Linked DNA regions of Mus musculus: all the other regions are linked to region 5. Evidence: chromatin contacts called from public Hi-C, HiChIP or PLAC-seq and promoter capture Hi-C data. All regions are on one chromosome and are shown on one strand. The core of a region is the stretch at or near the end of the contact, and the rest is flanking DNA. Distances in the headings are between cores, read along the strand shown. Region 1 holds the start of Mapk8ip2 (mitogen-activated protein kinase 8 interacting protein 2). Region 2 holds the start of C230037L18Rik (RIKEN cDNA C230037L18 gene). Region 3 overlaps Abcd2 (ATP-binding cassette, sub-family D (ALD), member 2). Region 4 overlaps Kif21a (kinesin family member 21A). Region 5 holds the start of Alg10b (asparagine-linked glycosylation 10B (alpha-1,2-glucosyltransferase)). Region 6 holds the start of Shank3 (SH3 and multiple ankyrin repeat domains 3). Region 7 overlaps Kif21a (kinesin family member 21A).

Region 1 (4,161 bases), core at 70-2,569, 770 kb after region 5:
CAGGTCTTCATCATCAAATTCTTCCAGGCTTATGTCCTGGGGAGGCCTGAAGAGGAGGCCAGGGTCAGAAGGCCACCTGACCTAGGCTCCTGGCCTGAGAGCTGATCCTGAGGACATTGGTGGGAAAGGTCCAGCTCCCAGGGCCCCCAGCTCCCATGCTAAAGCCGTGTCGTTTTTTGACCCCAGGCACTGCTCTCCCCTGGGTCCCCTCCTCCACCACAGGGAATGAGCCCAGAGGAGGCATCCCTCCACAAACCCCTCCCACTCCTTTTCAGCTCAGCTCCCAGCCCCTGTGGGTCACAGCTTCAGCCTCAGGGGAGATACCTTGAACCAACGGGGGGGGGGGGGGGGAGGGGGGGGAGCTGCGACAACAGGAGAGGGAGGGGTCCAGCTGTTCCCCATCCACTCCTACACAGAAACAGGCCTACATCCAAACATCCAGCCCCTCCAATCCCAACTTCCCCATCTCACCCCCAGAGCTTCAAGCTTGATTTCACTCTCTGCCGTCCTGGGGGGAGGGGGGGTTGGGAGGGAAGAGGGCTAGGGGCAAGGCCCTAGCCTTTATGGAAGGAGGCATAACAAGGCCAAAAGGACACTGGCAGGAACAGACTAGGTGCTGAACACCCTGCCTAAAATCCCTCAAAGGGTCAATCGAGAGACCGCACCCTTGCTAGGTCATCGGTCCTGGCTGGGTGCGGTTCGGTATCCCAACAAGAAAAGTGAATGTGTATCTCTGTGTGGGGGTGGGAAAGGGGGGGGGTTGCCATTGGGTCTGCGCGACAAGGAGCAAACACCGAAGGACCCGGAGCCCAGGGTGGGGGATGGGAGCATCAGTCAGAGGCCTGCAAACCAAGGAGGCGCCCTGGCCTGGGTAGTTGAAGTCGATGGGGTGGAGTGGCAGGCCGAAGAGACCTACGTGAAGATGAGACCCGCCGAATGCGTACCTGCAGCCGGGAGGCGACAGCGAGTGAAAGGTGGAGAGAGAAAACATCTCCGCGCGATCCGCCATCTTCCCTGGAACCGCCGGCCGGCAGCGAGGGGGAGGGGTGAGGAGCACCGCGCGCCCTTGGTGCTCAGGCTCGCGGCCTCTGTCTCCCCACTCACCTCGTGACACGCCCTGCGACACCCGTCGGCGACACACCTCAGCGCCCTGCCAGGACACCGCGGCAGCAAGCCGCGCCGCAGGGGTGAGGGGAGGGAGTGGCGCAGGGCGGGGCCTGAGGTGGGGGCGGAGGAATGGGGGTCGAGCCGAGAAAGGATGCGGGATGCGAGGTGGTGGTGGTAGCGGTGGTGGTGAGATTCTGGTCGGGAGAGCTGGCGGGCGGCTTGCGTGGTCCTAGCGTGGAATAGGCGAGAAGGGATAGGTGGAAGCAGAGACACGCTGGTAGACCAAAGGTTTCTGCAGGAGCCGAGAGAGGTGCGGGGGAAATGGGTGCGGTAGACCCAGGAGCCAGGACCAACGCGGCCCGGGAATGCGCGCCTCTGGTTACAGCGGTGTGCAGTGCTCCTGGGAGGTGGACTGCTCGTGGAGGGGTGATGGGCGAGGACTTAGGAACAGCGTTCATGCCCCGGCAAATTCGAAAAGCAGAGTTGGTCAGGAACCCACCAGACCTCCTAACCCACCAGACCTCCTAATCCACCAGACCTCCTAACCCACCCAGACCTCCTAACCCGCGCTAGACCTACTAACCCGCTAGACTTCCTAACGGGTGGCAGAGGGAGCTGTCCACCCGAGGGTGCTGATCAGAGCTCGTCGGAGCTGTTCTCCACTGGGTGCTGATGAGGTCAAAAGAAACTTCTCCTTAAGATTTGCTGACTCCAGCTATTATCCTGACAGTGCTAATGGAACCGGGACAGTGACTCTGTCTCAAAGGATGTGAAGAGGTCTGGAATCAGAGTCCAGCATTCAGAAGCCAACATTGAACTTTCTCTGTGTGGTACAGACTTGAAGATCCTGGGCAGAGATAGTGGTGGACACTAGAAGTTGAGGCTATGTTCATCAACTGAGCAGCTGTTTCTTGGGGCCACCTATGCTCTTGGCTCTGTTTTGAGTATGGAAAACCTCCAAGTTGAGGCATAGGCTTACTAAGAAGTTCTGTGTAGAGAGGCAGGGCAGAAATGGAGCCAATTGTGAAGTGAGGCAGAAGATCAAAGTAGTGATGGACAAGCTAGAGAAGAAGGGGTAGGGAGCCTCACACTGGAATTAAGTTTTGAAGGAAGAAAGAGACACTAGAGTGTTACGGCTGGAAATCACAGAGCAGAAGGGACTCAGATAGTCAGGTGAGACACCCTGCTCAACCAGTTTCTTAATTTCTGAATTGCCAACGAGTGTGACTTCTCCAGGCTTTCTCGGAATTCACTGGAATTGTACAACCCTGAACTCATCTCAGACTATAACCCCACACAAGCCTCTCTCTTATCAAATGATCACACCCAGATTCCAAAAGCATAGACAACCCCGGGAGGGGTTACCTCCCACTTCTCCTGTGGGGTTTCTCGTTGGCTCCAAGAGCACAGATTCTCCAGACTTAAGATCTAAGAGTGGTTACCCATCTTCATTTAGCCACCAACGTTCCGAACATGAGGCAATTATTCAATGCACCAGAACTCAGTTTCTCCATCTGAATAAAGGTCCTGTGACACACATAAACCCCGGGCACAGTGATTTATTAACAATCACTTAACATCTATCCTTCTAAATGCACAGTCGGGCATAGTGGCTCCTGTCTTTAATCCTGGCATGCAGAAAGCAGAAGCAAGTGGTTCTCTGTAAGCTTAGACTACATAGTGAGTTCAAGGCCAGCCAGGGCTGCAGAGTGAACACACACACACACACACACACACACACACACAGAGAGAGAGAGAGAGAGAGAAATGATGTATGAGAGGGTAGCAGTGACTCGCATACCTTTCTTACCGGAGCAGACTTTGAGAGAGCCTCCTGACCGGCTGGCATTGGCTTGGAGCCCTCTTATCTATCATGCTCAATGTTTCCCAACTTCACTGTTTTAATGTTAACGTTCCCTCTTGCCTCAACATCCATTGCTACTGCAACACTGACAAGTCCCTGTCTTCTTCAGCTGCACGCAGAACATCTCCATTGCTGGTGTTCTGAGGCTTCAATCCAGTGTATCTTCGTGTAGATTTATTTAACATGTCTTCTCTGCCTGAGGCTCACTGGTCTTAATTACATGAATCTCTATTTCATTAGTGAAAAGAATCTGACAAACATTACCTCTTAAGAATATACTTTCCCGCTGTGCGTGTTGGCGCATGCCTTTAATCCCAGCACCCGGGAGGCAGAGGCAGGCGGATTTCTGAGTTCGAGGCTAGCCTGGTCTACAAAATGAGTTCCAGGACAGCCAGGGCTATACAGAGAAACCCTGTCTCAAAAAAACATATATATACACACTTTCCCGTTATATATATACACACTTTAAATACTGTCTCAGAACCAACTACGGTGGTGCATTGCCTGTAATCCCAGCTCTTACTATGCTGAGGTGGGGAAAGCTAAGTTTTCAGGCTAGCCTGAGCTACACAGTGAACCTCTTGCCTCAAAAAACGCAAACAGCAAAATATGGACTCTGCTGCATCCCTTCTTTATTTCCAGCTTCTTTCCCACTAAACTCATGATGGGTTTTTTGTCTCTAGCCTCCAGGACTTCTTAACCTCTTGCTTATGTTTTTCATATCTATGTCTTTCTGGATGATTTTTATTTTAGTTCATTTTCTTTTCAACTGTTTATCATCTGTGGATAAAGCTGTACACACCAGTTAAGCTGGCCAGTGAGTCCCAGACGTGCGCCTACCTCTGCCTCCACAAGCCTGGGACAAGACTCATATATGCCATCATACCTGGCATTTCTGCACGCGTTCTGGGGATCAAACTCAGTACTTCACTGACTAAGCTATCCTCCCAAACCATAGGCATTTAGTAATTTTTTTTAAAAGATATGATCTCTTGGTTTTCTTGAGCTTGGGTTCACACACTGGTGAACCTGTAGGCTTTTGCCGTCTCTGCAGTCTGCCAGTCATCTGGTGCCCGGGGAAGAGCTACGCAGAGAATAGCTGTTGGATCCTTACCTGGAAGGGTCACGCTCCTGCTCAGGTCCAACTCAGATTCTCCACCTCTCACAATTACAACAAATCTGTCCGTTTT
Region 2 (3,812 bases), core at 1,211-3,710, 750 kb after region 5:
TAGAGATTATGACAAAGCCTGGCCCCTGATCATAACTCAACTGAAAACTTGCCTTCAGCAGACCCCCAAACCCCACATGGTCAACCAGGTAGGACTCCATCAGGTCTGTTTTTGCCTAAGATATTTGCTCTTCTGTTAGAACTACCCTGTTGGTCCTGATCAGCACTGTACATCTCAACGCCTATACATAACCATGATGAGAGGCAGTAGGGTAGGGAAGGTGGAGGCCTGATACGTCCTAGGTCCCCACATAAACTGATGCAAGAACAGCCACAGTACTCTACTCAGGCCACTGTTGCAACTCAATCACCCCATCTTACCCCCATGCAGAGGCCTCTCCTATCCCTTTGCAAGCAAGGTACAGAAATAAGAGACCTGCCTCCCAAGGCAAGGCTCCTTTCTCAACTGTGGGTGTTTGTCCAAAATTAGCAAGGCCCCAGGCATCATCTGAAGCCACTTCCTGAACCAACCCTAGCAGGCTACTTCCAATTGGGGCTCTGTGGGAAAAAAAAGGGGGGGTGGGGGTGGGAGAGAGTTCACATCTCTAAAGACAGGTTGGCCTTCAGTGCTCAGCTTTGAACAGAGCTGGCGGCAGGCAGATACCTCTTTCCAAGTTTTCCACAGCTCTAGGTCAGAGCTGAGCCCAAGCAACCTTCACGTGTACACACACCTGAGTCCCCCAAGAACCCAGGGGAAACGTACCTCGATTTGCATAACATCGCAACCCCACTCGGGCTCTCCAGAGAATAATGCGCAGGTCCTGGGGTAGTTCCCCAGCTAGCAACGGAAAGAAAGTGCTTCTGGTTGATTCCTTTCAAATTACAATTCACAGTGGCCACCAGCTGGGAGAGATCCAAATACAGTTTCAAAGATTTCTGGGCCACAGAAGAGCTTTCTGTCCTGACTCTAAATAGAAGGACTACCGGCAACCCCCACCCGTGCACAAGTCCAGAAACCGTGCTGGAATGTGACACTAAGAGAGCCACTAACTGAAGATTGCTCCCCCCCCCCCGCCCCCAGCCACCCCCCACTTCACATGAGGTGTGCAGTAGCCTCAGTCAGACCCAGCTCCTTCCTGTGCCATCTCTGGGGTCTCTGCAGTTTCGAACTTTCCTCCTGCAGTTTCTTGCAGATTTCATCGGGAGAATTCCAGATGCCCAGAGAGCCAGGCTTCAGTGAAAAAAAAAAAAATCAATAAATCAATGACCAGTTTACTCGTCATTCTGAACCACCCTCATTCTGCTTGCCAGAGGGCACCTTCAACTCAGTGTCACGTGTTGTCTGCTCCTGACCTGAGCCTGTGTTAGACCACTGGGTGATCCTGAGTCTGATCCGCTACTGTAGTCGGGAGGCCCTTCCAGAACCCTGTTTATCTCCCCCCTGGCTCCAGCGTCTTCCTTCCTGGGTGCGCAGGTCGTGACCATCTTGACGCCAGAGGTCTTAGAGTGCCACTCTGTCTTGGAGAGGAATCAAAGCCAAGAATCTGGACAAATGACTTCCCTAGGAACAGCCACCTGCAAGGAAATACCCTGGAAGAGACTTGCTCCGGAAAAGTGACTCAGGTCAGGGGCTTTTGGGGGCGGGGAGATCTGGGAAGTCCAGTTACCACAGGGACCTTTAGATGTTAAAGTACACTAAGAACCCACCCTTCCACCCTCTGAGGGATATATCTGTTAGTCTCCCTTAACAGTTAAAACTGATAAGAAAAAAAGGTTATATTCAATAATGTATAAATGAAGAGTTAGAAACAAGTCATGTTGTCTTCCCATTAGTTCAATACTAATGTGCCCTAAGCTATACCACACAGGAACCCAGCAACCCTTCTCAAACACCAGACTCACAGACACACATCCCAGCTCTAACACCACAGATACACACACACACACACACACACACACACACACACACACACTCAACCTTAAACACCAGTTACGCGTGTAGAAGGGAAAGGATTTTTTTAAATAATTTGATACATTGTGTTTCACAAAATTCACCAAAGGTGGTTGTGAGCAAAAAGCCAGCAGCCAATCAGATTTGTCTTCCTGGTTTGTTGCAGTCAGACTCCATGGTTTTTGCCTCTTTGCTCAGTCAGAAGGGGGATGCTGATGTTTTTTCAACAAGGATCCCTCAAGTATCTCATCAGAGGAAATGAGACAAACAGCCCACCATTCGCCAGAGGAACTCCAGACACGCATTTAAGAGCGACACAGCAGGAGAGCCAGATAGCTGTAGTGCTGCACTGCTAGGCAGTCCTGAGCCTAGCGCGCAGGAGCAAAGAACGTAAGGTTACCAAGCCCAGCACGGGACACCCCAACCGGCGCAGATAAGGATCGGGAGCACGCGAGCAATCTCCAGCCTCACCCTATCCCGCCCCGGTCCCAGGTCCGCAGCAGCCCCACCCGGAAGGTTCCCATAGGCACACAAACCCGCTTGGCTCGGCTCCCCAGCTCCGCCTCGCCCGGTCCCAGCTCCACCTAGCCCCGACTCTGTACCGCCCAGTCCCAGAGCCCGCCCCTTCTGGGTCAGCCAATTGTCACGTGACCGCGGGCGTATCCGAGACTGCCTGAGATCGACGCTGTCTACCACCAGTTCCTCCTCAATTTCGAACCGCCCTTGTCCCATGGCGCTGGAGCCTCCCGGGTCAATGTGAAGTGACTTCTGCTCCTGATCCCAAGCCTGTGCTGGCACCTCTGGGTGAACAGGGTCAGATCCCCGCTCGTGACGTTAATGAAGCCCTGGTCCTTTAGGGGCTCTGTGGAGTTACACCCCAGGCCACCCCCTTCCGAGTTCTGACAGATTCGCTGGAGCTTCAGAGAGTGGACCTACAGACAGAAGGATTATTTGGGTCTGGCGGCTCAGGGGAGGAGGAGGGCTCGGGACTGGGGCCTCAGGTAGGGGCTGGCCTGGGCGCTCAAGGAACGAGCCTGCTGGAATCGCTCTGCCTTCCCTACCAAGGGACTGAGGACACAGGCCCATCTGTATCTCTGTCATGGCCCTGGGGACCCTCTTTTTGGCATTGGCTGCAGGCCTGAGCACTGCCAGCCCACCTAACATCCTGCTGATCTTTGCGGATGACCTGGGCTATGGGGACCTCGGCTCCTATGGGCACCCCAGTTCTACCACCCCTAACCTGGATCAGTTGGCTGAAGGTGGACTACGGTTCACAGATTTCTATGTGCCTGTGTCTCTGTGCACGCCATCTCGGTGAGTGAGGGACCTTTGCCCCTCCCCTCTCCCCTGGCTCATCCCATTTCTGTCTCTCTGTGGGTATGTCCACCATTCTCCCTCTTCTCTCTGGGTTCATCTCTGTGGGACTCGCAGATAATGGATTCTGTGGTTTGTACTACAGGGCCGCCCTCCTGACTGGCCGGCTCCCAGTTCGATCAGGCATGTACCCTGGAGTTCTGGGGCCCAGTTCCCAAGGGGGCTTGCCCTTGGAGGAGGTGACTTTAGCCGAAGTCCTGGCTGCTCGAGGCTACCTTACAGGGATGGCTGGCAAGTGGCATCTTGGAGTGGGGCCAGAGGGGGCCTTCCTGCCCCCGCATCAGGGCTTCCACCGATTCCTGGGCATCCCATATTCCCATGACCAGGTACAAACCAGCCGGACCCTCTGCTGCCCCCCAACACACACCCAAGCCCGCATACCAACTGTACCCTAACCCGTAGCCAGTCCTCCCTCACACTAACCGCTCTCTGCTCTCCCCAGGGTCCCTGTCAGAACCTAACGTGCTTCCCACCAGACATCCCCTGCAAAGGTGGCTGTGACCAAGGCCTTGTTCCCATCCCACTACTGGCCAACCTGACAGTGGAGG
Region 3 (4,124 bases), core at 1,067-3,566, 950 kb before region 5:
CCCAATGTGCTGCTTGGCTTATGTCAACCTGACACAAAGCTGGCCATAACTGGAAACAGGGAAACTTAATTTAAACAATACCTCCAATAAGACTGGCCTGTAGGCAAGTCTATGTGGAGTATCAGACTGGCTAATACTTGATGTGGAAGGCCTAGGCCACTGTGCGTGGCTAGTGCCACCTGCTACTCCTGAGCAGGTCCTGAGTTGTCTAAGAAAGTACACTGAGCATGCCATGAGAACAAGGCTGTAAACATCAGTCCTTCATGGCCTCCGCTTCACTTCCTGCCTTGAGTTTCTTCCTTGACTTCCCTCAGTGACAGACTGTGACCTTTGAGTTGTAAGAAGAAATAAACCCTCTCTGCCTCAGGTTGCCTTTGGTTATGGTGTTTTACCACATCAGTGGGAATCCTAAGACACCCAAGTTCCTTTTATATCTGTATTTTGTTAAACCATCCCTCCTTTTGCCTCTAATCAAGAGCTCAAGACTTTCTTTCTGATAACATCTCAGAAGTCGCCCTTTAGATAGCTATAACATCAAAATACACCAATAAATGGTCAAATTACAGCTTTCCCTTCCGTCAAAGGCCTGTGACACTAACACCTATTCGTTATAGTTTAAGCTTTATGCACAAAGAGCTCTGTGGCCATCTGCCGGCATCCGTGGGTTAATCTACATATGACAGTAAGGACATGCATAATTAACGTGTCAGGTTCCCAGTTCTTTCGCTGAGGCAAATGATATGGATAAGACAAGTCACCTTTCAAGGTCTCCCCCCCCACCCCCCCTTTTCTCCCAAAGCAAGCTGTTCTGGAATAATCGAGAAACAGCAGGAGCTTGACCCAGATGGACAGCTGGCAGGACCAGAGCAAAGCATCTTTCTGTGGAGCTTTGTGAACTGAAGCATCTCTTAATCTTAGCTTTAAAAAAAAAATCATGTATTTATAGTTTTCCTTGAGCGTTTAGATCACATTCGGCTTGGAAAGAAGCTAGAATGTGGGGCTGAGAATATCCAGGCGTCTCTCGCAGGGCTCGCTTTCGCAACCTGTGCCCTCTAGCACATATAGTCTTCTGCCCAAACAGGAACTTTGGCAATATTTGGATTAGAGACATTCATTTTTAAATAAGAAAAAGCAAGTATTTTTTTCTGCTATTTACGGTATTCATATCCACATGTGCCTTAAACACACAGGCTCGTTGATGCTGCTTATGTTTTTAGGAAAAAAAAATGCTTCAGGTTATATTTAGAGACAACACATATAGCTGAATGAATTGTTTGCTTTTGAAAGTGTAACTAGTAAATAGAATTAGAGCTAGTGTCATTGTTCTGTTTCAAGTTTTTTGAATAATTATGCATATCCGTGGAGGCATGAACCCAGGGCTTCATGGATGCTAGACAAATGTCCCACCTTGAGGACAGATACACAGCCTGATGGTCTATTTTAGATAGGGAAAAGAGGTGAGGTGGTGGTAGCAATGCATGCTTTCAATCCTAGGATTTGGAGACAGGGCAGGCAGATCTCTGCAAACATGTGGCCAGACAGAACTACACAGTGAGACTCTCGACTCAAAACAAAGAAACTAACCAACAAAAACAAATATAAAGCAGGCCAAATCAAAAAGGTGACTGAAAGGCCCTCATGACTCATTAATCTACAAACACTTCTCATTTCCCTTTGAACACTAAAGTAAATAAATGTTTTTGTTTTATAACTCCAATGACACTTGTACCAATGTCTTCCTTTATTGTCCCAAGAAGGCTCTTCAGTCATCTGATATATTGGTTTTGTTTCTGTTTTTGATTTGTCATATACAACAAAGTGGAATCTTTAGCAACAAATCAGGAAGTTTACATAGTACACATATTTTTAAAAATCGTCTATCATGGCTCTATTAACTTATTCTTTATATGTTGATTTTAGATCACTGAACTAGCAGGTTATACTGCTAGAGTATACAATATGTTCTGGGTCTTCGATGAAGTGAAGAGAGGCATTTATAAGAGAACTGTCACTCAGGAACCTGAAAACCATAGCAAGCGTGGAGGTAACCTGGAACTACCCCTCAGCGACACCCTGGCCATCAAAGGTAATTAACTTCAGGCTTTGGGTTTGTTTTGTTTTATGTTTGTTTGGTTTTGTTAGTTATTTTTGACATGTTCATTACAGGTTGTTGTCATTTTATGAAAAGAACTAAAGGTTTCTTCTTTAGGAAAGAGCTTTTAGTCGTGACAGGAAACTAGTATTTAGTTCTATTTAAACAGCAGTATCTGTGTTTAGTGTTGCAATTGGTGTTGCAATGATGAATAGTGGAGCCCTAAAGAAACAGGAAACATTCGCAGGAAACTGTTTGCAATGGGTTTGCAGACAGCACTCATGGCTGAGTGAACTGTCCGCTTTTAAATTTTGAACTCATAAATAGAATTAGTGTTAGTGCTATATTGCTTCTCATTACTCTGTGTTTCTAAGTGTTTATCGTGTGCTGAAGTATATCGTTTCTTGATTCCTTTCTTGGACAGTGTATATTTTTCTCTTGTAGGAAGTAAGGGAACAGAATAACTCTAAACAATGTGACTAAATTATATCAGATATAGGTTATATCTACTAGGATAAAGATATTGTTATTTGATTATAAAATTATTTTATCTGAAAGATTTTCTAAATAGATTAAACTATATAGGTAGATATTTAATTGACTTCATGTATATTTTTTTTCTATGACTTACCGGTGTGAATTACTTTTATAATAGAGTTTGCCCATTCTGTTGTATTATTCTTCCAGCTAATTAAAAGAAATAATGATATAGCCTTTGTAACTTAAACTGTTCCTTGATTATAGGAACAGTTATTGATGTGGATCATGGAATCATTTGTGAAAATGTTCCCATAATTACACCAGCGGGCGAAGTGGTGGCTTCCAGGCTAAACTTCAAAGTAAGATGATATTCAAGAAACTTCTGATTGTTGGCCTCACACTAATAGAGAGCAACTCAGAGTTCATGTACCTTATGTTAAATGCTCGGAGAGGAGCGTGTGGAAAGGGGAAATCCGAAAGGTATGCACAGTGGCTCAGCTGCAGAAGCAGTAACTCCCTCAGAAAGCAGAGTAAAAAGAGAACCATGATCTCCCCTGCTTCGGTGTCAGATTGAAAATCAAATTACAGCACACTGAGAGACAGTCAACAAAGCTCTGGGGCACAGGAACTTGTTATCTGGGAGTGAATTTTAACTTTTTATACTGGTTGATGAGAAATATCTAGTACTATATACTTTTACATGCTTTCTGAAATATTATCACTCCCCAGAGGCCATTATCAAATTTAGTTTTACTTATACGTGTTTTCTAACTTTAATTTTGACTTTAAATGATCAGAAGATTCATGGATTCAACTCTAGTTTTTGATTCTGTTGAAAATAATGTATTTAATATCCCATATCTTAATTATAAAACAAGAGTACAAAGACACTTTGTAAACCCAAGGCCCTGGTTTTAAAGCTTCTTGAGATATATACATTATACTAAGTATAAAATGGCTAACATGCTGTTAGTTACTTAGTAGTAGTAGTAATAGTAGTAGTAGTAGTAGTAGTAGTAGTAGTAGTAGTAGTAGTAGTAGTAGTAATGACATGAGCAACTTAGTATTACTTATGTCATTGTGTCAATACACAGACAACTTGAAAGGAAGTATTGAGTTGGCTCCTGGGTTCAGATTTATTTGGGATTAAGCTATCTCAAGGCTTTGGGAGTGAGGCATAGCTGAACATCTGCCAGGAACAATATGAAAGGAGGGTCCTTACTGCAAGCTGGGCAGCAAATGCAGAAAGAGAATCTGTGTTAGGCCAAGGTATGTCCCAAGCACACATCCTACTTCTTCCAAGTAGGACTCATGTCCGAGACTTTCCGCCACCTTCCAAAATGTACCAGAAATTGGAGACTTAGTGACCAACACGCAATCCCATGGAAGACATTTCAGATTGAAACTGTGTGAGCTATAATGAAGGCATTCGAGCTATGTTTAATCAAAGGCATAATCAGGCCCCATTCAAATTTATGAGCATCACAATACTAATGATTTTGGAGTCGATCTTAGCCTAGGCTCACTTATTTGAGACATATTTGTGATCAAA
Region 4 (4,304 bases), core at 1,206-3,705, 750 kb before region 5:
AGGCCACAATCTCTGTTTTATTCGCCAGATGAACATACTAATTTCTTATGATCCCTCCAGTTTCCAAGATCCTGATTTTGTAAAAAGTATAACTTTAATTAAGGTCCATTATTCTTTAGGTAGCTATTTGAAATATCAATTTGTTAACATTTATAAAGGAAAAATTGAGTGCCTGAGATACAGTATTTATTAGTATCACTTTTAAAGCATAAGCTCTAATTGTAATTCTTAGAAGCATATTACTCTATAGCTGTGATGTTGACTTTTCTGTGTTAGAGTGCAAAGGGAATTTATGATTTGCAATATAAGTCAACGATAGCATTCACTAGGCTGGATATTAGCTACTTGAGGGAGCAGGAGAGTATGTTAGTCAAGAATCCATAATAAAGTTGGGTGGCCATAATTCCAAGAAAAGGGATTTCAGAAGATACAGTAATATAAGGGCCAACTATGGTAGAGATTGTATACTATACCAGGCATCAGTAAGAAGGAGGACCACAACAGGGAGGAGGAGGAGGAGGAGGAGGAGGAGGAGGAGGAGGAGACCTAATGAGAAACGTGCTCCCTTTCCCCACACATCCTCTTGGTGTCTTAAATCTTGGGTCAGCCTCTAGCACAGTAGTGTGTGAGTGTGTGTAACTGGCCTTTTACTGAGGTTGGGTTTGTCAGAACTCTTCACTCTGAGTGGTTCCTACCTTTCTCCCGGTGTAGTTTCCTCCAGTACAGTGATTTAATGGCATTCATAAAAGTCTGCTGCAGTTTATTTGACTGGACTTTACTGCCTTTCTTACTGGCTTTTACTTCTCACTCCAAAACCCAAACTGTGTTCTATGCATCTTTCTATTTCAAATCAGACTTTCCCATTCCAACGTTAGGTACGCGAGGTACGTAGGACTACTCAACCCCAGGTATTCATGTAACTCAGCAGGAGTGACCTATTTAATAGACAGTAGTGTAGTTTATTGTGTGCAGGCCCTGGGTAGTTAATTGAATGATAAGCCAAACTCATGTGAATCTATTCTCAAGAGACTTTTAGTTCAGTGAGAGTGACAGATCAAATAAATAATCACGTAAACAAATAAAAACGGGAAATTACTTATGAGGAAAAAAAACCCACTTATATTCTTATTGTTCTGAGTATTAAAATATATGTAAAATAGGGAGCTGGAGTTAAATGTTAGAATTTAATAATAACAGAGCCCAAATGAGGTCAAATTATTTACTTATAACCTAGAAATAGGCCCCAGTACCAATCAGGAAGTTCTTTAATGAAGCAGACTGTCTAACAAAAACAGTGGCAATCATAAAACTCTTTCTAGAGGAATTTTGTTTGGAAATATTGCTTTATTTGAATGTTCTTTTTTAATCCTAATGATTTTAAAATTCCACTGTAACACAGACCATATGGGTTATTTAAGATTTGTTGTATTAAGGCTATTTTGCTTAAACGCAGGAGTCTAGTGAGCCGAAGTGTAACTTCTGTGCATAGTTTGTCGTGCATGGTAAACCCAAGAGGGAGCAGAGTGATTGGGATTTTCAAAAATTCACTCCCTGTCCTCGGCCACCTTCACTTAAGACTCCCAGGGCTCAGTGACTTTAGCCCTGACTATTGTCTCGTATCATTGTGCGGTTATGTCTGTAGGCATCGGGCAACTGGAGAAGTCGTCAGGCTTTTATGGTGAAACTTGTGGTAGACCCTAGACATTTTTTATTCAGTCAGAGCGCAGCCTGAACTTCAGACAAGTTTTGGAATCGAAGACCAACTCTGTGAGAATAGAACGCAAAATCACCCTCTGCTGTGCAAACGCCCTAAGCGGCAGGGGAACAAAAAGAAACCCAGAAGTGATGGATACAGCCCATAGAGGCAAGCTCACCGTGGCCATGGTGACTTTGAACCTTTAAAATTATTAGGATACTAGCAAGAATTAGATTAAGATACTAGCAGTGAATTTAGATGGGGAGTCAGAACTTCCCGTTTTGGATTCTTTTTCGTTTAGATTGTTCTGCGTTGTAATTAATTGCCTACTCCTGTGATGTTAGTTTGCTGTCTCTTTAGATCTAATACTTCACTCTAGGACCTGTTGTCAGTATTTCTAGAAGCTAAACTTTCTTTAGTCATGTAAACTTTTACATGGTTGGTCAAGTGGTGATATTGGGTTCTCTTTAATCGTCAGACAGGGCAACCTGGCTTAGCTGGGTGATTATCTTTTCATTTTGGGTTTTACAAATTGTTGATTTAAAAAAAAATCTGAGGAAAAAAAATAAAGACTTGCCCCTTGTTCTTATCTCATATTCTTTCTTTCTGTTTTTTAAAGTGTTGCCGGGAAAGACGATAATGCAGACACTGACCAGGAGAAGAAAGAAGAAAAGGGTGTTTCAGAGAAAGAAAACAATGAGCTAGACGTGGTGAGTACCGGACAATAAACACGAATTGAGTTGTAGTCATTAACTTAATTATGCGAACAAAAGGGAGGTGGTTACCATAGCCACGGTTCCCTCTTTGCCCGAGGACTTTTCTCCTCAATTGTGAACTTTGTGAAAATTGTGTATTCATGCAGATAGGATACCATGAGAGATAAAGAATTTTTTAAGGCAGTTATTGTGTAATAATCTGAAACTCTGTTAAGTGATTTTTGAACTAAAGGAAAGCAAAATCCATTGTCTGTGGAGGTGGCTTGGTGGGTCCCCTGGCATCCTTGGAAAAGCTGGGCATGGCCTGTAACCCGAGCTGGTGTGTCAGGGCAGATGGTTTCTGGGAGTTCGCTGAGCAGCCAGACTGAACAAAGGAGCAAGTTTAGATTCAATGACAGGCCCTGTGGAAGGGAATATTGTGGAAAATGTTAAACATCCTGCTCTGGCATTGGCATGTATAAACGTTTGTGCACACACCCACACGTGAGCATGCACACACAGACACACACACATATACAGAGAGACACAACACATATACCACACACACACATGAACATGCACAGAGACACACACAGACACATACACATATACCATACATACACATAAGCATGCACAGAGACACACACAGACACAGACACACACACACACACACACACACACACACGACACATGAGCATACACACACACACACCACACATGAGTGTACACACACACACACACACACACACACACACACACACACAGTCTTGTGCTTCTGTGGTGTGTGCTCCAGCATCTCTTTTACTGAGATTTCCTTGCCAATGCTGTGCTATTAATGCTTCCCATTTTAGGAAGAGAATCAAGAAGTGAGTGACCACGAGGATGAGGAAGAGGAGGAAGAGGACGAGGAGGAAGAGGATGACATTGAAGGAGAAGAAAGCTCTGATGAATCAGATTCCGAATCTGATGAAAAAGGTACTGCCCCCTTAGCACGAAGACAGAAAAAGCATATTGGGAAGCTATTTAGGTTTTAGTAGAAAACTCAATATTTTTGATTTCCTCACCAATGAAAACAGTCTTCATGACTTGTAAGACCACCCTAGCCTCATGCATGCTCTAGGCAAGAGAGCTGTTCCTTTCTGTGCTAGATTTGGTTGTTATGTGATTTCCACATGTCTTCAGTATGCGCAGTATCTGCTATTGGCCAGTGTGAACAGTCTATCTTTTTTAGACTATGGTATGTCCAGAAAATTTTCCCACAAGGCTGCTGAGTGACTTCTTGAATGTAGATAACAGCTTTTCACTCTTGTTTTGGGCCGTGATGATCTTTCAGCCTACTTTCGGGCTTTTCTTCTCTTCTGTGGATAGCTAACTATCAAGCCGACTTAGCAAATATCACCTGCGAGATTGCGATTAAGCAGAAGCTGATCGACGAACTGGAGAACAGCCAGAAACGGCTGCAGACCCTGAAAAAGCAGTACGAGGAGAAGCTGATGATGCTCCAACATAAGATCCGGGACACGCAGCTGGAGAGGGACCAGGTGCTCCAGAACCTAGGTGGGTCTCCTGCAGAGTCTCCATCCTTACTCAGGGCGCTGGAGCCCAAAACCTTAGTCATTAGTAAATGTCCATGACGTAACAGAAATGAGCGGTGACTTCTGAGGGCTCCGGCATCATTGTGTCCCAGGAACTGGGTGTTCCGAGTCTCTAAATAAATTCTTGTGTCTCAAAAAAACAATGCGTTTACTTCCTCACCCCCAGGCTCGGTGGAGTCATACTCGGAAGAAAAGGCCAAGAAAGTGAAGTGCGAATATGAGAAGAAGCTCCACGCCATGAACAAAGAGCTGCAGCGACTGCAGACGGCCCAAAAGGAGCACGCCAGGCTCCTCAAAAACCAGTCTCAGTATGAAAAG
Region 5 (4,270 bases), core at 1,210-3,709:
TAGTTAAGTGTATGGAATCTCTTTGATTAAAGTCCTCCTCAGGCCAGGTGTGGTGATGCATGCCTTTAATCTCAGCACTTGGAAAGCACAGACAGCTGGATCTCTGTGAGTTCTAGCCAACCAAAACTGTACACAGAGTTTGAGGTCAACCAGCGTTATATAGTGAGACCCTGTCTCAATCAATCAATCAACCACACAAAAGTGGCGCTCCACAACAGCTTATAAACTTAGCATATACATTGCTTCTTGTTGCTCCCGAAACCCTTGTGCCTTCCTATCTCCCATCACTCCATCAGGCTGAGACAGTATTTCTCTGCTCCTGTCATGTATCGGGTGAATCCTCACAGTACTTTATACCTACCTCCTCTTCATAATTCATAAGACCTTATAAACATTGTTGCCATAGCTGACATTTATTGAAGTCTTGCAGTAGGTACTAGCCTAAGCACCTTCCATTTATTAAGTTCCTTTACTCTTAATACAAATTCAATGAGACAAATTTATTATTATTAAAATCACAAAGGAGGTAAATCTGCTCAAGTTAATAGAAGCTGTGGCCAGGATTAAATTTAAACCCAGGCAATCTACTTCCAAGACTTGAATTATGAAATCACACCAAAACTCCTCAACTTAAACTCATTTCCACAAAAGAAGACCTAAGTTCCCAAAGAAAACATGGAACTATTAAACTGGTTTTGTTCACTAACAAACATCTACTTTAGATTTTCAAATACAGTTATTCCAGAATTTAAATGCAAGTATCTTCTAAACATGAGTAGAGAATTTCCACTTAGGTTTGAAAAACAGACACCAACACTCTAACTGGTAGACATTTTCTTCCGTAACTTATAAAGCCAATTCCTCACTGTGGACTTTAGTGCACGGAAACTTGTTGTAACTGTATCCTGCACATACCTTGTTTCTGGGTTGCACCTTCCTGAAGAGCAAATACAGCAAGTAGAAGTTGCCAACGCTGAAGAGAAGATTGACAAATCTGAGCACCCCAATGGAGCAGATCACATGCTCAGACCATCCAAGGAGCCAGCTGGCAGGTTTGACCACACCGACCGACACCAGATACAGGCCAGGTAATGTAGTGATCATAGGATCCCACTTAGAAAGAAAAGACCACCAGTCAAGCACAGCAAGAGTTATCCCATTGATATAAAATGCCAAAAAAAGATAAATAAATAAATAATCAAGTTTCATTTGTCCTAATAATGAAGAACTTGGAGAGGATCGTCTATGACATAATTAATAAATCCTGGCAGACTAGACATCTCTTAAGTTTTATTTTTAAGATGTAGTGTGTGTGCCATGCACCTGAGTATACTTATTTGCAACATCTGCATGCAGGTACCCGAGGAAGCCAGAAGGTGGCACTGGATCCTCTGGACCTAGAGTCACAGATGGTTGTGAGCAGCTCACTGTGGTAGAAAGAAGTCTGGTAGCCTTCTCCAGGACAACAGCAAGAGCTCTCAACCACTGAGCTACCACCCCAGCCCCATTTTAAGAACGTTTTGCTCCCTGTCTCAAATCTGTCTGCCATTATTAAGGTGACAACAACCAACAGACAGTAAGTTATTCATTTCTACTTCCTAAGGCTTGCTCTTTAGAAAATGCATATTCTGCGACTAAATTGTCCAGGTCCCAATTTTACAAACTACCAGGCAAACAATAATGAGAACTCTGGTGGATCTTAAGATTCTTTGCACTGTGCATATTTCTGTAGTCAGATATGTATTTTTTTAAATGATGCAATCTGACTAGTTGCCAATTTAATCCAGACAACAGTAAGTTTCTACGACCAAGAATGAAGTTAGAATAAAACTATCAACTTTTGGGGGGCCCTAAGATCCTCCACTCCGCGTTCAAAATACCGGGTGGAAAACCTCATAGGTTAAGCTTTAGGTAGTTTTTAATGCATGTTCAAGGGAGCACCTGCATGTCTCTAGTGCTAGGGCTTAGTTAGACAAATCGGTCAACTGCCAAGAGGAGCTATCATCTTTATGCATTCACCTAACAAATATGCCATAATCTCGAGGCTAGGTACAGTCACTAGGCAGCTCCCTTCACGGTTTAAGTCTGGGAGGGCTGACGGGGAGAGGAAAGGCACAGGTTGGGAGGATCCGTCCCGGGGGCAGGGCCAGCAGAGACCAACCTGCGACAGGGAGAAGCGGCCCTCGCAGTACCGCTGCGCCTGCGGCAGGTGGAAGATCTCGTCCATGTACGGCTCCCGCAGAGCGCGGCTGAAGGCGGAGAAGAGCAGGCAGGACACCAGGAAGGTGCAGCTCAAGGCGGCCGAGAAGTAATAGCCCTCCAGCTGCGCCATGGCGGGCGGGCGGGCGGGCGGGCAGCCGCGTCCCGGGCCCAGCCCTGGGCAGCCCGGAGCGCCGAGCCCGGAACGCGGGCTCAGAGGCCCAGCGCTGCGGGACGAGGGACAGCAGGGAACAGGACGCAACGCAATGGATGCTGGGAGAGCGTCGGACGGAAGCGTGGGGGGGGGGGGGGTCACCGGTTCCGGAGTGGAGCATTTATGCAACGACGGGACGGTTTCTCTGTCAATCACTGCTCGCAGCTCTCAGAGTGGCCAGAGGCTGAGGGAGGGGCGGGTCTGGGCTCGGGCGCGGGAGCTGTTGTAGGTGATGCTGCCGCCGCCGCTAGGCTCTGGAAAAGAAGGGTGTCTTGTGTTGTCTGTTGCTCTCCAGAAGGCGATGAGTGGTCCCAGCTTTCTAACCTCCAAGCTCCCAAACTGCATTCGTTTGCGGTTATCCCTGTTCTCCATTGCCAGTGAGATGAGACGCTAAAACCATCATTACAATGCTTTTCCTCTCATCGTCTCTGGCTGATAATGAAGGTTGATGCTTTTTAGATGGAAACATACAACCAGCCCTTCGCTTCAGGGCGACTTTCCCTTTTGAAGAATCTATTCGTTTACAGGGCAATATTTTCCTGGTGCCTGGTGAGGAGTTGGGGCATTTGTAGGTGAGGAACACTCCTCCGTGAATATAATTTTAGTTGCTATTGCCGTGAGTGGTGGCTCACACTTGTACTGGCCCCATTTGAGAGGCTGAGGCAGGAGGATTGTTCCCAGTTCTAGATCAGCCTGGGACACTGTAAATGTCGTCCTTAAAAATAGGTAATAAATAGTCATTAATATCTGTCTCTGTTGGAGTACGTTTCCCTTATGCATCTTAATGTGTGGTGCGATGGAGTATTTATGTGTGTAGTCTCAAAAAGTGCTCACATGTATGAAGTTGAGGGCTACGGAGACTTCAGATAACCCCTTTATTGTGAGATTGGAATTGAGACTGACGGTGGAAGATATTTGAAGAAAGCTGAAGACAAAGTATGTTTTCAGCATGGTTGGTGATGCTTTGTAGGAAAAGCTTCTGGAAAATTCGGGTTGATTTTGCCAGCAGCACATCATATAGCAGCTGAGATTGCTTTTAAATTGTCAACCTTGGAATCAAAAGAAACTGGGTATTCTACTAGTTCTCCTCGACTATTAGAAATAACCAGAATTAAATTACGTTAGGATTCATGATGACGTTTCTTAACTCCCTCCACCCTTTACATCCTCTTTGATTACAGAGAACACGTTACACTTACCAATTTGAGACCATTCCCAGATAATTTAGTCTACAATTGACCTCAGGCCCAGTGGGCTTGCTCAATCATGGCCAGTGCATACCATAGAAGCTTCTGGCCCTTGCTAGATATGATGGATAAAGGGAAGAGCACAAGGCTGCCTTCCTATGCTAGACATTCTCGTCAGAATAATTGCCACTAAGAACTTGGTTGGACATCCAACTCCTTTTATATGTGCTCCCTACTCTCCTTAGTTAACTGAAACGTTTCAAAATTTAAAAATGTAAGGTTTCAGAACTGCCAGGTACCTTTTCTATTAATTTAAGCTTTTTTTTTTTTTTTTTTTTTTTGTGGAACAAGATGAAGATAGTAATATACCTAAAATTATGTAGAAGATGGCTGTTTACTGGGAGTTGTAACTATAGTCTTATGGTTTATAATTTCTACTGAATTGAAAGTGCTTCATCATTTGCAGTTTAAATTTATATCTCATTTCTGTTCCCATCAGCCAAGTAGAAAAATGTAAAACTTTATTATTAGAGTTTTGGGGTTTTTTTGTTGTTGTTGTTTTTTTGTTTGTTTGTTTTGTTTTTGTTTTCGGACAGGGTTTCTCTGTGTAGCCCTGGAACTCACTTTGTAGACAAGGCTGGCCTCGAACTCAGAAATCTGCCTGCCTCTG
Region 6 (4,078 bases), core at 135-2,634, 720 kb after region 5:
ACACACACACACACACACACACACAGGACGAGCCCTTCCTATTGAGACTAGGTCTCCGTCCCTATGGAATGGCACTCAAATCACCTTTATATGTCACAAATGGTGTTAATATTATTTTGGGCTAACCTCAGAAGACATGGGAGTGAGTGGCAAGAGGAGGCAAATGTGCACACAAGTGACACTGTTCGCACCACATGACCCCTAACGCACTCACTCTTAAACCGCTCGCACCACACACACGCCCCGAGTGCAGTGCATGTGTGGCATGCATGTGCTCATTGTGTGCTGTCCAGATTGCTCGCTGCAAGCGCTCTACACACGGCGCTCACACTGTTTCTCCATGCTTAAGCTGCAACACACCACTTACCACACAGGCAGCTTGCACTTCACCCTGCCCACTGCACTCGAGGTGTACCCACCTCGGTCTCTCAGCACACTGCTCAGGCTGCACACAGCCCCCCACCGCGCCTGTCGCCAACTCCTCCCGGCCTGCCCTTCTACTGCTCCAGCCACGGAGCTCAAAGATCACACCCTGAGCGCTCCATTCCACCCCCACCCCAGTCGGCCCAGCACCTCCAGATAGGGCAGGGGCGTGTCCAGGTTAGGCGGGTAGTCCTGTAAGAGCCGCTCTTCATCCAGGAACTTGCCGGCGCGACCCCGGGAGGGAGGCTGGAATAGCCCGTAGTTGAGCGCGTCTTGAAGGCTATGATTGAGGGCGCAGAGCACACGCTGCTTGGCGGCCCACACGGGCGCGGTTGGGTCCAGACGCAGGCACTTCTGCAGCGGAGCGAGTCGTGAGCCCGGACCTGCGGGCGCAGGGCCCCGCGCCCCGGGCCCCGCTTTGGAGGGCTAGTTGGGGAGCGAGAGCAGGGACCCCGCGCCACCGCGCAGAGGCCGAGGCCCCGCCCCGGGGCTGGGCTTCCAGGGCCCCGCCCCGGCGATGGGGAGGGTCCCGCGGAGGCGGCGGGGGAGGGGCGAGTGGCCACGGCCGGGGGTCCTGGCGCAGGGCGCGCCCGGCGGGGGTCACCGCTAGCGGGCCACACAGGGGTACGGCGAGATCGCAAAGGCTCACCGTTTGTTGCAGGTCCGGGATGCCGACGCGCACGACCACGGCGCTGGCCCCGGGGCCGTCCATCCCGGTGCTAGCGCCCGGGCCCGGACTGTTCCCGGCGGAGAGAGGAGCGCACGGGGACTCCGCGCGGCGCCCTGGCCCCCCCTGACCCCCCGCAAGAGCCCCGCCGACCGCGCTACGCGGGAGGGGGCCGGGGGGGGCCGGGGCCGGGGCCAGCGCGGGGGACAGCGGCTCCGGGGGCTCCGCAGGCGCAGCGGCGGCGGCGACGGCGGCACGGTTTAGCTGCATCGGCCCCGGCTTCGAGCGGCGCCTGCCTTCCCCGGGGGCGGGGGCGGCGGGGGGAGGGGGCCCGAGCCCGGAGCGGAGCGGAGGCGGGGAGGGGGCCGCGCCGGAGGCGGGGATGGGAAGCCCGGGGCCGGGAAACTGGGGTCCCCCGCGGGGTCGGGGCGGCGTGGGCGTGTGGTGCAGAGGGCGGGGGCCGGGGGCCCGCGCCGAAGAGGGGGGGGGTTGGCTGTCGAGGGGGAGTGGCTGACACAGCGGGGGGATGGCACGCCGCGCTTCCGCTGCAGGCGAGCGTCGCAGACCACCGTACTGGGGTGACGGAGGGTTCTAGAGCTGGGTGGGGAACGCGTCGGGGCAAGAGGACCCACAGGCCGACTGAGAGGGAGAGACAAGCAGGAAAATTGGTGACCCGGGGTGGAAATCTCCCCAGTCTGCCGACCCCACTCCAGACCCCAAGGAGGTGGTGGGGTCACCCGAGCACGGTGCTGGGTGGGAGTCGGAGGGCTGCAAACCCCAGGCGCGAGCAGGGCGGAGCTGCAGTCCACGGGAGCTCCCCCCAGACCAACCCTTCTAACCGCGCCCAGGGTGTTCCTCTCGGCCCCCACCACAACCGAGTTTGGGGAGTCTGTCCGGACTCTGCGGGCCTCCCGCACCTTGGGTAGCCCAACCTTGCAGCTGGTCGCCCCCTCCCCGTCACCTTAGCGACAGCAGGCTGGGGGCGCGACCTACGAGGAAAGGCTTAGGGGAGGGGGCGCCACTAGTCTCCACCTGCGGCGGGGAACTGAATTTTAGTTTCACACGTTGTCGTGGCAACGCGGGAGGGGGTGACGAGTGGGCGGGGAGGGGAGCGCTGCGAGTGAACCAACTCAGGCGCCGCCCGCGTGGCGTGCCAGCCTTAGCCCGGCGCTGCCTCGGAAGTGCCCAACGCACGGGGGCCTAGCTCCCAAGGCCCAGAAAGGTGTAGCCCCTGAATGGATGAATTGCCCTACTCGGTAGTGTCTACTGCCTTCCACTGCACTCTCCCGCATACCTAGACTTACACCTCACCCCCTAAAGGCCCCAGAGAGCCACTCATCGGTGGCGGCACAAACTGGACAGCTTTTGTGGAGCAGCCTGGCCGGGAACTCTGCCAGTGGCAGAAAGCATCCCCTTAGCCACAGCCTCTCCTACCTTCTCCGTGAGCAACCCTGGATCGCCCACAAAACTGGCTATTCCTGCGCATCCCAGGAATAACCCTGGACTACCCTGGTCCTATACACGATAGAGCCTCCCCAGATCCCACCCCCTGACCACCTGGGTCACCTCAGAAATGCCCTCACCCCACACAGAACAGTGATTGGCTTAGACTGCCCCCCCCCAGAACAGCCTGCACTCCCCCACGGATCCTCCACTTTCCCAAAATGTTTCATGACTCCATATAGGGCTCTCTGACCAATCGCAACCACACAGCATTGTCCTCCATGGACCACCTGGCTCACTCCCACATCCCTACCCCTTGAGGGAGAGCCTTCTCCCTAAAGAACCTCCCTTAAAAAACCCGCTTACCCGGCAGAGCTGAGTCTCCAGTGCCTCTGTACGTCTGTTCCCTGCTACCCTCAAGCCTGGGTGGACCCCTCCGTGCTTGGGGAAGTGAAGCCCCAGTAGGCTCTGACCTCCAAGCCCCTCCCAAGGTGTGCCTGAGTGGTGCAACTTAGGGTACCCTAGGGCTTAGGGCAGGATGTCAGAGGAGCAGGAGAGGAAAGAGTCTCCCTTATCTCCAGGAAGCACCTTGGGAAGCTCGGGGCTGGGTTTCCTGTGTTCCAACCCAGAGAGGAAACTCTGCTTCCTGACCCTGGAGTCTCTAACATCTTCCTCCCTTGCCTCTTTCCTCTCCGCCTTGACCCCTGCCCCAACTCCCTCTGGCTAAACCCAGTCCCTCCCATCAAAATCTCCACCCATCTTTTATTTCCAGCTCCCCTTTCCCCTAAACTAGCTGCCTGCTGGTGGAAAATGATGGCTAGAGATCACCAGTGATAAGACAGGAGTGGAGGAATCCCATGTCCTCAATCAGGCAGCTGGCCAGCCTTGGGCACTCTGTAGACATGTCCTTGACCTGAATGGACCCAGAGCCCTGGGTCTTACCCTTTCAGGCTTACTATCCCAAACTGGACCTCGTGGGAGCCCTTAAGCCTCCCCTGACCTCCCTTGCTGAGTGAATCTAATTATGTTTGATCTTTGTTGCCAAGCTTTGGGGGGAGAAAGTATTTTTTTTAACCAGCTACCTGCAGACTGACCCCCATCTCTGGCCCCAACTAGCCTTCACACTCCCAGGGTGACATCAAGCCTGTGGCCTGCACAGTGCCTGGCCCACTCTTAGTGAATCTCACAGTGCCCCAGCCTGCTCCCTGCTAAACAACAACAGTAACAATGCCCAGAAACACATGGGTGTCTTTCCCAATGGGTTCCTGGAGAGCTAATTAATAGGATAGAGGTGTTTTAGCAATTATTTTGTTGAGGATAACTTCAGGTTCCTCCTTACCTCTCCCAAGCCACTTGAGCAGCCCCAGCTGCCCTCCCTCAGGCCCATCTGACCCCCTATCTCCCAGGGAAGGTGACAGGACACTGCCTTGGCCCTACCTTCAAATGCCAGGGTGGTTTGCTTATTCCTTCCTTTCACCAGGGCCAAAATTCTGGAAAGATCTTATTTTGGCTAGCCACACACTTCTTCCCCTCCTCCTGGTGCAC
Region 7 (3,896 bases), core at 930-3,429, 770 kb before region 5:
AAACTCAAACAGGGACGCCTAACTGATTCGGATTACTGTGGAGTCCGTCGTCCCAAAGCCTTCTACTGTAACAGTTTGGAGTGGAAGCTGTAAATGTCAGCATAGGACGGACAATGGGACTTAGTGTTTTCTCCTAGTCAAAAAAAAAAAAAAAAAAAAGGAGAGTGCACCATTGTACTGAGAAGTTCAGCTGAGATGGGCCTATAACAAAAAGATAGGATGAGAGATCTTCCTTTATGTCCGTCAGCACAGTGGGTTTTAGCCGGCAGCTCAGCCAGAAGGTTGGCTGGTGCCTGTGTGTCAAGTGAAGCTTCTCTTCCCCGTTGCAGATGATGCAGTGTCTGAAGCTGGGCGCTCTCTCGCGCACCACGGCCAGCACCCAGATGAACGTACAGAGCTCTCGTTCACACGCCATCTTTACCATTCACGTGTGTCAAACCAGAGTGTGTCCCCAAACAGATGCTGTGAGTTCATTTTTCTTGTTTCTTAAACATTTTGCCTTTAGATCAGTACATCCTATGCACCTCTGGAGAGGCGTTTGATCCAGTTTTATTTGATTTTATTTGATTTTTTTTCTTCCTCTTAGTTTCCTTTTGTTGTTGTTGTTGTTATTTATTTAAAGGAAGCTGACCAATTGTGTAAGACTTTGGAAAACAAACAAAAATACTGAATATCTGTTTGTTATGACCAAGTGGAGGGGTCATCCTCTAGGCTCTTTGTGGTTAGGGCTGTTTTGTCTATTTTCCTTCATCAGCAGAGCCTTAGTTCAGTACAGCTGGAGATTGCTGTCCAAACTTTTTCTCTGATGTTTTCATTTATGCTTGCATGGCTATGCCACTGTTTCTCCAGCTGTGCAAGGGGGCAGATGTGGACAAGGTTACAGGGTGTTTGATGTCACATTAATGAGGAATCTTCGATTATCTTCCGCCATCCCAGGAGAACGCAACTGATAATAAGCTGATCTCCGAATCGTCGCCAATGAATGAGTTTGAGACGCTGACGGCGAAGTTTCACTTTGTTGATCTGGCGGGATCGGAAAGACTGAAGAGAACCGGAGCTACAGGCGAGAGAGCAAAAGAGGGCATTTCCATCAACTGCGGGCTTGTAAGACCACAAGAGACACGTGCCCTCTCTGCTGTCCCTCTCTGTTTAGCTTGGTTGGTTTGGTGATCATTAAGTAGTGCAGGCTCGCCTCACAATGATTCTCCTGCCTCAGACTTTGCCATCCTGGAGTTATAGACATACATTATCAGGGCCAGCTTCCTTTTCTCTACTGTATTCACAATATATCTCATGGAAATCCTCACTGTCTTGAAGGCTAAAGCAACAGTAATACATTGACCTTCTGACCACACTGTCTGTTATCCCACCCCCACGTCGCGGGCTTTCTTATGTCTTAGTTTGGCTCGCTCAACCTTTCTAGTATGTGCAAAAGCTGACAGATGGGAACAATGTTTTTAAACTTCTTTCCACACTTGAAAACATACATTCAAAGCAAGCCCTTAAAGTTAAGTATTTCCTTGGACAAGACACAAAGGTCACCTTGGTTGACATTTTGTGACACTGGTTTTATTGACTGTGTGGATCATTGGAAAGCTTTTTAACAGTTTATTTTTATTATGTCTTTGTATCTCAGAGTCTGATCTATTTTGTTGGAATTTTGTCCAGAGTCCAGAGATTTATCCATTTTTTTTTTTTTTTTACAAAATAGTTTGTATTAGGAATTAACTTTAATGCTCTGCCACCTAGTGGTATTTTGATAGGCAAACGCCTTGTGGTTGAGTTAGCAGAAGGTTTCATTATGTGCAAGAAAATATTTTAGAACACTCTTTTGCATGCCTTTCCTTCTTGCTCTCCTCATTATAGTATTAGACATCTGTTCCCGTGTAAGGAACAGCACTGCTAAATTCCTGTAATGGTGACACCTGGTCATATGCTTCTACTTGGACCCTTCTTGTCCTGCAGTGGGACCTCCAAACTTTAGGGGTTTTGTTTGTTTGTTTTTAACCAGTGCCCATTGATCCCAGTATGATTACATTTCTGTTAGGAACTGTCCAGTGAAGCTTATTAGAGAGACCCTAATCTCCCAATATCAAGGCCCTCATGGACAGGCTCCCTCGTAGTCAGGCCTGAGCCCTACACTTTGAATGTTGTCTCGGATGGATTAGGACACGTGTCCCGAAAGGGACAAAATCCATTGCTCAATTTCCCGTCGAGGCTGTTGAACTTTGGTGTGGCCAGTACTGAATTCCGTAGATTCTGGAAAAAGAGGCCGAGATACAGTATGACTCATGCCACTTGCTGGATGGTGACTTGGCCCTGACAGTCCGTGTTTCTGGTTGTCTCGTGACTGAAAGCTGATATGATTAGTGTGGGGAATGCGTTCCTCGTGGAGTCCAGCCCGTTCACGGCAGGAAAGTATAGCTATAGAGATATTAATGATTTACCTTTTATAACGTTGGATATTGAACACATATCATGTCATATATATATATATATATATATATATATATATATATATATATATATTTCTAAAGTATTACTTGTGTAGTGAATCCTTGCTCAGGGAAATGACACTAATATTTTCCTTGTGGCTATGAGAAGTATTAGCCACATAGACCATTTGTATTATAGCAGGAAACTTTCAAGGAGCTGGGGACTTGCTAAACGTTTGATTTAAATTGAGAAAAACTCATAATACGAATGAGTAGTTCCCTGAAGATGTAACCTGAGCTCCAGGCATGGTCAGACTTAGTCAGTCTTTAAACATTTCTGTTTTAAGGGAAAATCTCTGGACTCTAAGGGCTATGAGTAACACATGTGTTACTGAGCTTACTTGTATTTGGAAATACAAATGTGAATTAAATCCAAACACGGGGTTCTTAATTTTTATCTTGTTTCCTACAGGCTGTCCTTATTAGTTAAAAGCGCTCTAGTTAATAAGCATATGATTTTCCCCTCTCTCCTTTTCTCTGTCAGTTGGCTCTTGGGAATGTAATCAGCGCCTTGGGGGACAAGAGCAAGAGAGCCACCCATGTCCCTTACAGAGACTCTAAGCTGACAAGACTCTTGCAGGATTCCCTTGGGGGTAACAGGTATGTGTTCATCCGTGTTCTAGGTTTAGATTGCATACAATTTTTAAGGTGTTATCTGTAAGATGATTTATAAGAACTGCTTTTATTTTAAAGCAAATGAATAGGGCAAAAAAGTGACAGATACCTAAAATGTGTAAATCATTTTATACATAATAATTCTGGTAGTACTTATAATATTCTTTGGGTAGTGCTGATATTACTATTTTATTGACGAGTTAAAGTTGGGAAAGTTTGGTGATTTATTGAACACCGTATAAGTTTTAAAGGAAATCAGCAATACATGCTTGTTCTACAGTAGTGTAGCTTCTCATTTGCATACAGGAGAGGCCACAAGAATTTTGTTGGTAATAAATGAAACCTTCTAAATTACCACAAAGTCGTTTAAATATTATTGACAGTTTCTCACAAAGTCTAAGGTCGGAACTTGTTTTGTTATGCTGGAAAAGTTGTCAGAAAATGTCAGTTGGATAAAATGCAGGGCGTTTGCTGACGAGCTGTTGGATTCTGTGCTCTCTTACCCTCTAACCCTTTGCACTGGAGGACTTCATGGCTAAACATTTCCTTCTGCTACACAGTCCCTTCTTTCTCCTCCATTGACTGTGTAAATGGAAACTTTTGGGTTTTTGGCATTTGAATTCATTCATAGCCTATTTCAACAAGTTAAACACGCTCCGCACATTTCCTTGATTATGCTTTTAGTGGTCTAAAAGTCATGTTTATTGAGTAGAGGCCACACAATGAACAATCTGGGAATTACGTCTCTTTTTGGACTGCAATTTTTTAAAAAAGACTTTTGAATAA

The links. Promoter capture Hi-C pulls out the DNA fragments that hold promoters and counts their contacts. A called contact is a pair of places that touch in the nucleus more often than the background predicts. HiChIP or PLAC-seq counts read pairs in DNA pulled down with a chosen protein or histone mark.
Region 1: an H3K27ac HiChIP or PLAC-seq map of embryonic stem cells shows a contact between it and region 5, with 3 times the contacts expected there. The contact joins the promoter of Mapk8ip2 here to the promoter of Alg10b in region 5. A contact is called at or near these places in 3 of 39 promoter capture datasets (embryonic stem cells and stem cell-derived epiblast-like cells), 1 of 484 Hi-C or Micro-C datasets (pre-hematopoietic stem cells) and 1 of 115 datasets of contacts at active chromatin or transcription factors (embryonic stem cells).
Region 2: a Hi-C map of CD8 T cells shows a contact between it and region 5, with 12 times the contacts expected there. The contact joins the promoter of C230037L18Rik here to the promoter of Alg10b in region 5. A contact is called at or near these places in 5 of 39 promoter capture datasets (the 3T3-L1 cell line, 3T3-L1-derived adipocytes, the C10 cell line and 2 more), 5 of 484 Hi-C or Micro-C datasets (CD4 T cells, CD8 T cells, Th1 cells and 2 more), 6 of 115 datasets of contacts at active chromatin or transcription factors (the SCID.adh cell line, astrocytes, embryonic stem cells and 1 more) and 1 of 9 other capture datasets (embryonic stem cells).
Region 3: a contact with region 5 is called in a promoter capture Hi-C map of liver, with 3 times the contacts expected there. The contact joins the enhancer-like site here to the promoter of Alg10b in region 5. A contact is called at or near these places in 12 of 39 promoter capture datasets (the 3T3-L1 cell line, 3T3-L1-derived adipocytes, the C10 cell line and 7 more), 6 of 484 Hi-C or Micro-C datasets (the 3T3-L1 cell line, adipose-derived mesenchymal stem cells, bone marrow-derived macrophages and 3 more), 6 of 115 datasets of contacts at active chromatin or transcription factors (T-cell acute lymphoblastic leukemia, acute myeloid leukemia, astrocytes and 3 more) and 1 of 9 other capture datasets (adipose tissue).
Region 4: a contact with region 5 is called in an H3K4me3 HiChIP or PLAC-seq map of neural tube, with 8 times the contacts expected there. The contact joins the enhancer-like site here to the promoter of Alg10b in region 5. A contact is called at or near these places in 7 of 39 promoter capture datasets (the 3T3-L1 cell line, 3T3-L1-derived adipocytes, the C10 cell line and 4 more), 1 of 484 Hi-C or Micro-C datasets (cortical neurons) and 9 of 115 datasets of contacts at active chromatin or transcription factors (the NIH/3T3 cell line, cardiomyocytes, craniofacial prominence and 6 more).
Region 6: a contact with region 5 is called in an H3K4me3 HiChIP or PLAC-seq map of embryonic stem cells, with 6 times the contacts expected there. The contact joins the promoter of Shank3 here to the promoter of Alg10b in region 5. A contact is called at or near these places in 2 of 39 promoter capture datasets (hippocampal neurons and stem cell-derived epiblast-like cells), 2 of 15 datasets of contacts at CTCF or cohesin (large pre-B cells and pro-B cells), 1 of 484 Hi-C or Micro-C datasets (embryonic stem cells), 5 of 115 datasets of contacts at active chromatin or transcription factors (astrocytes, embryonic stem cells, pancreatic cancer cells and 1 more) and 1 of 9 other capture datasets (embryonic stem cells).
Region 7: a promoter capture Hi-C map of liver shows a contact between it and region 5, with 4 times the contacts expected there. The contact joins the enhancer-like site here to the promoter of Alg10b in region 5. A contact is called at or near these places in 9 of 39 promoter capture datasets (the 3T3-L1 cell line, 3T3-L1-derived adipocytes, cranial neural crest and 5 more), 1 of 484 Hi-C or Micro-C datasets (cortical neurons) and 9 of 115 datasets of contacts at active chromatin or transcription factors (embryonic forebrain, embryonic hindbrain, embryonic stem cells and 4 more).

Annotation. Positions count from the first base shown.
Region 1 is chr15:89,451,069-89,455,229 of GRCm38.p6, reverse strand. Mapk8ip2 (mitogen-activated protein kinase 8 interacting protein 2) reads right to left here and starts at 1,319. Exons shown (of 12, transcript NM_021921.3): 1 at 945-1,319; 2 at 1-46. The coding sequence starts at 1,009.
Region 2 is chr15:89,474,900-89,478,711 of GRCm38.p6, reverse strand. C230037L18Rik (RIKEN cDNA C230037L18 gene) reads right to left here and starts at 2,460. Exons shown (of 5, transcript NR_077233.1): 1 at 2,427-2,460; 2 at 1,293-1,453; 3 at 1,065-1,170; 4 at 703-842. It overlaps Arsa (arylsulfatase A), which reads left to right and starts at 1,288. Exons shown (of 9, transcript NM_009713.4): 1 at 1,288-1,562; 2 at 2,057-3,204; 3 at 3,350-3,590; 4 at 3,707-3,812. The coding sequence starts at 2,990.
Region 3 is chr15:91,177,038-91,181,161 of GRCm38.p6, reverse strand. It overlaps Abcd2 (ATP-binding cassette, sub-family D (ALD), member 2), which reads left to right. Exons shown (of 10, transcript NM_011994.3): 4 at 1,921-2,086; 5 at 2,837-2,931. Among named protein-coding and RNA genes, the nearest start is that of Abcd2, 13 kb to the left of the region's middle. Within about 2 kb of position 2,316, at least 42 of the 459 cell types and tissues checked have an H3K27ac peak or open chromatin away from gene starts, as enhancers often do. A contact at or near this core is called in 3T3-L1-derived adipocytes, acute myeloid leukemia, adipose tissue and 4 more, where this site is marked.
Region 4 is chr15:90,970,727-90,975,030 of GRCm38.p6, reverse strand. It overlaps Kif21a (kinesin family member 21A), which reads left to right. Exons shown (of 37, transcript NM_001109040.2): 13 at 2,316-2,406; 14 at 3,243-3,366; 15 at 3,760-3,948; 16 at 4,153-4,304. Among named protein-coding and RNA genes, the nearest start is that of Gm52216, 56 kb to the left of the region's middle. Within about 2 kb of position 2,455, at least 22 of the 459 cell types and tissues checked have an H3K27ac peak or open chromatin away from gene starts, as enhancers often do. A contact at or near this core is called in neural stem cells and neural tube, where this site is marked.
Region 5 is chr15:90,222,500-90,226,769 of GRCm38.p6, reverse strand. Alg10b (asparagine-linked glycosylation 10B (alpha-1,2-glucosyltransferase)) reads right to left here and starts at 2,459. Exons shown (of 3, transcript NM_001033441.3): 1 at 2,162-2,459; 2 at 916-1,113. The coding sequence starts at 2,332. It overlaps Mir7648 (microRNA 7648), which reads right to left and starts at 2,410; the gene lies at 2,358-2,410.
Region 6 is chr15:89,496,914-89,500,991 of GRCm38.p6, reverse strand. Shank3 (SH3 and multiple ankyrin repeat domains 3) reads right to left here and starts at 1,384. Exons shown (of 22, transcript NM_021423.4): 1 at 1,073-1,384; 2 at 574-777. The coding sequence starts at 1,360.
Region 7 is chr15:90,990,909-90,994,804 of GRCm38.p6, reverse strand. Kif21a (kinesin family member 21A) reads left to right here. Exons shown (of 37, transcript NM_001109040.2): 5 at 330-464; 6 at 937-1,104; 7 at 2,980-3,095. Among named protein-coding and RNA genes, the nearest start is that of Gm52216, 36 kb to the left of the region's middle. Within about 2 kb of position 2,179, at least 60 of the 459 cell types and tissues checked have an H3K27ac peak or open chromatin away from gene starts, as enhancers often do. A contact at or near this core is called in liver, where this site is marked.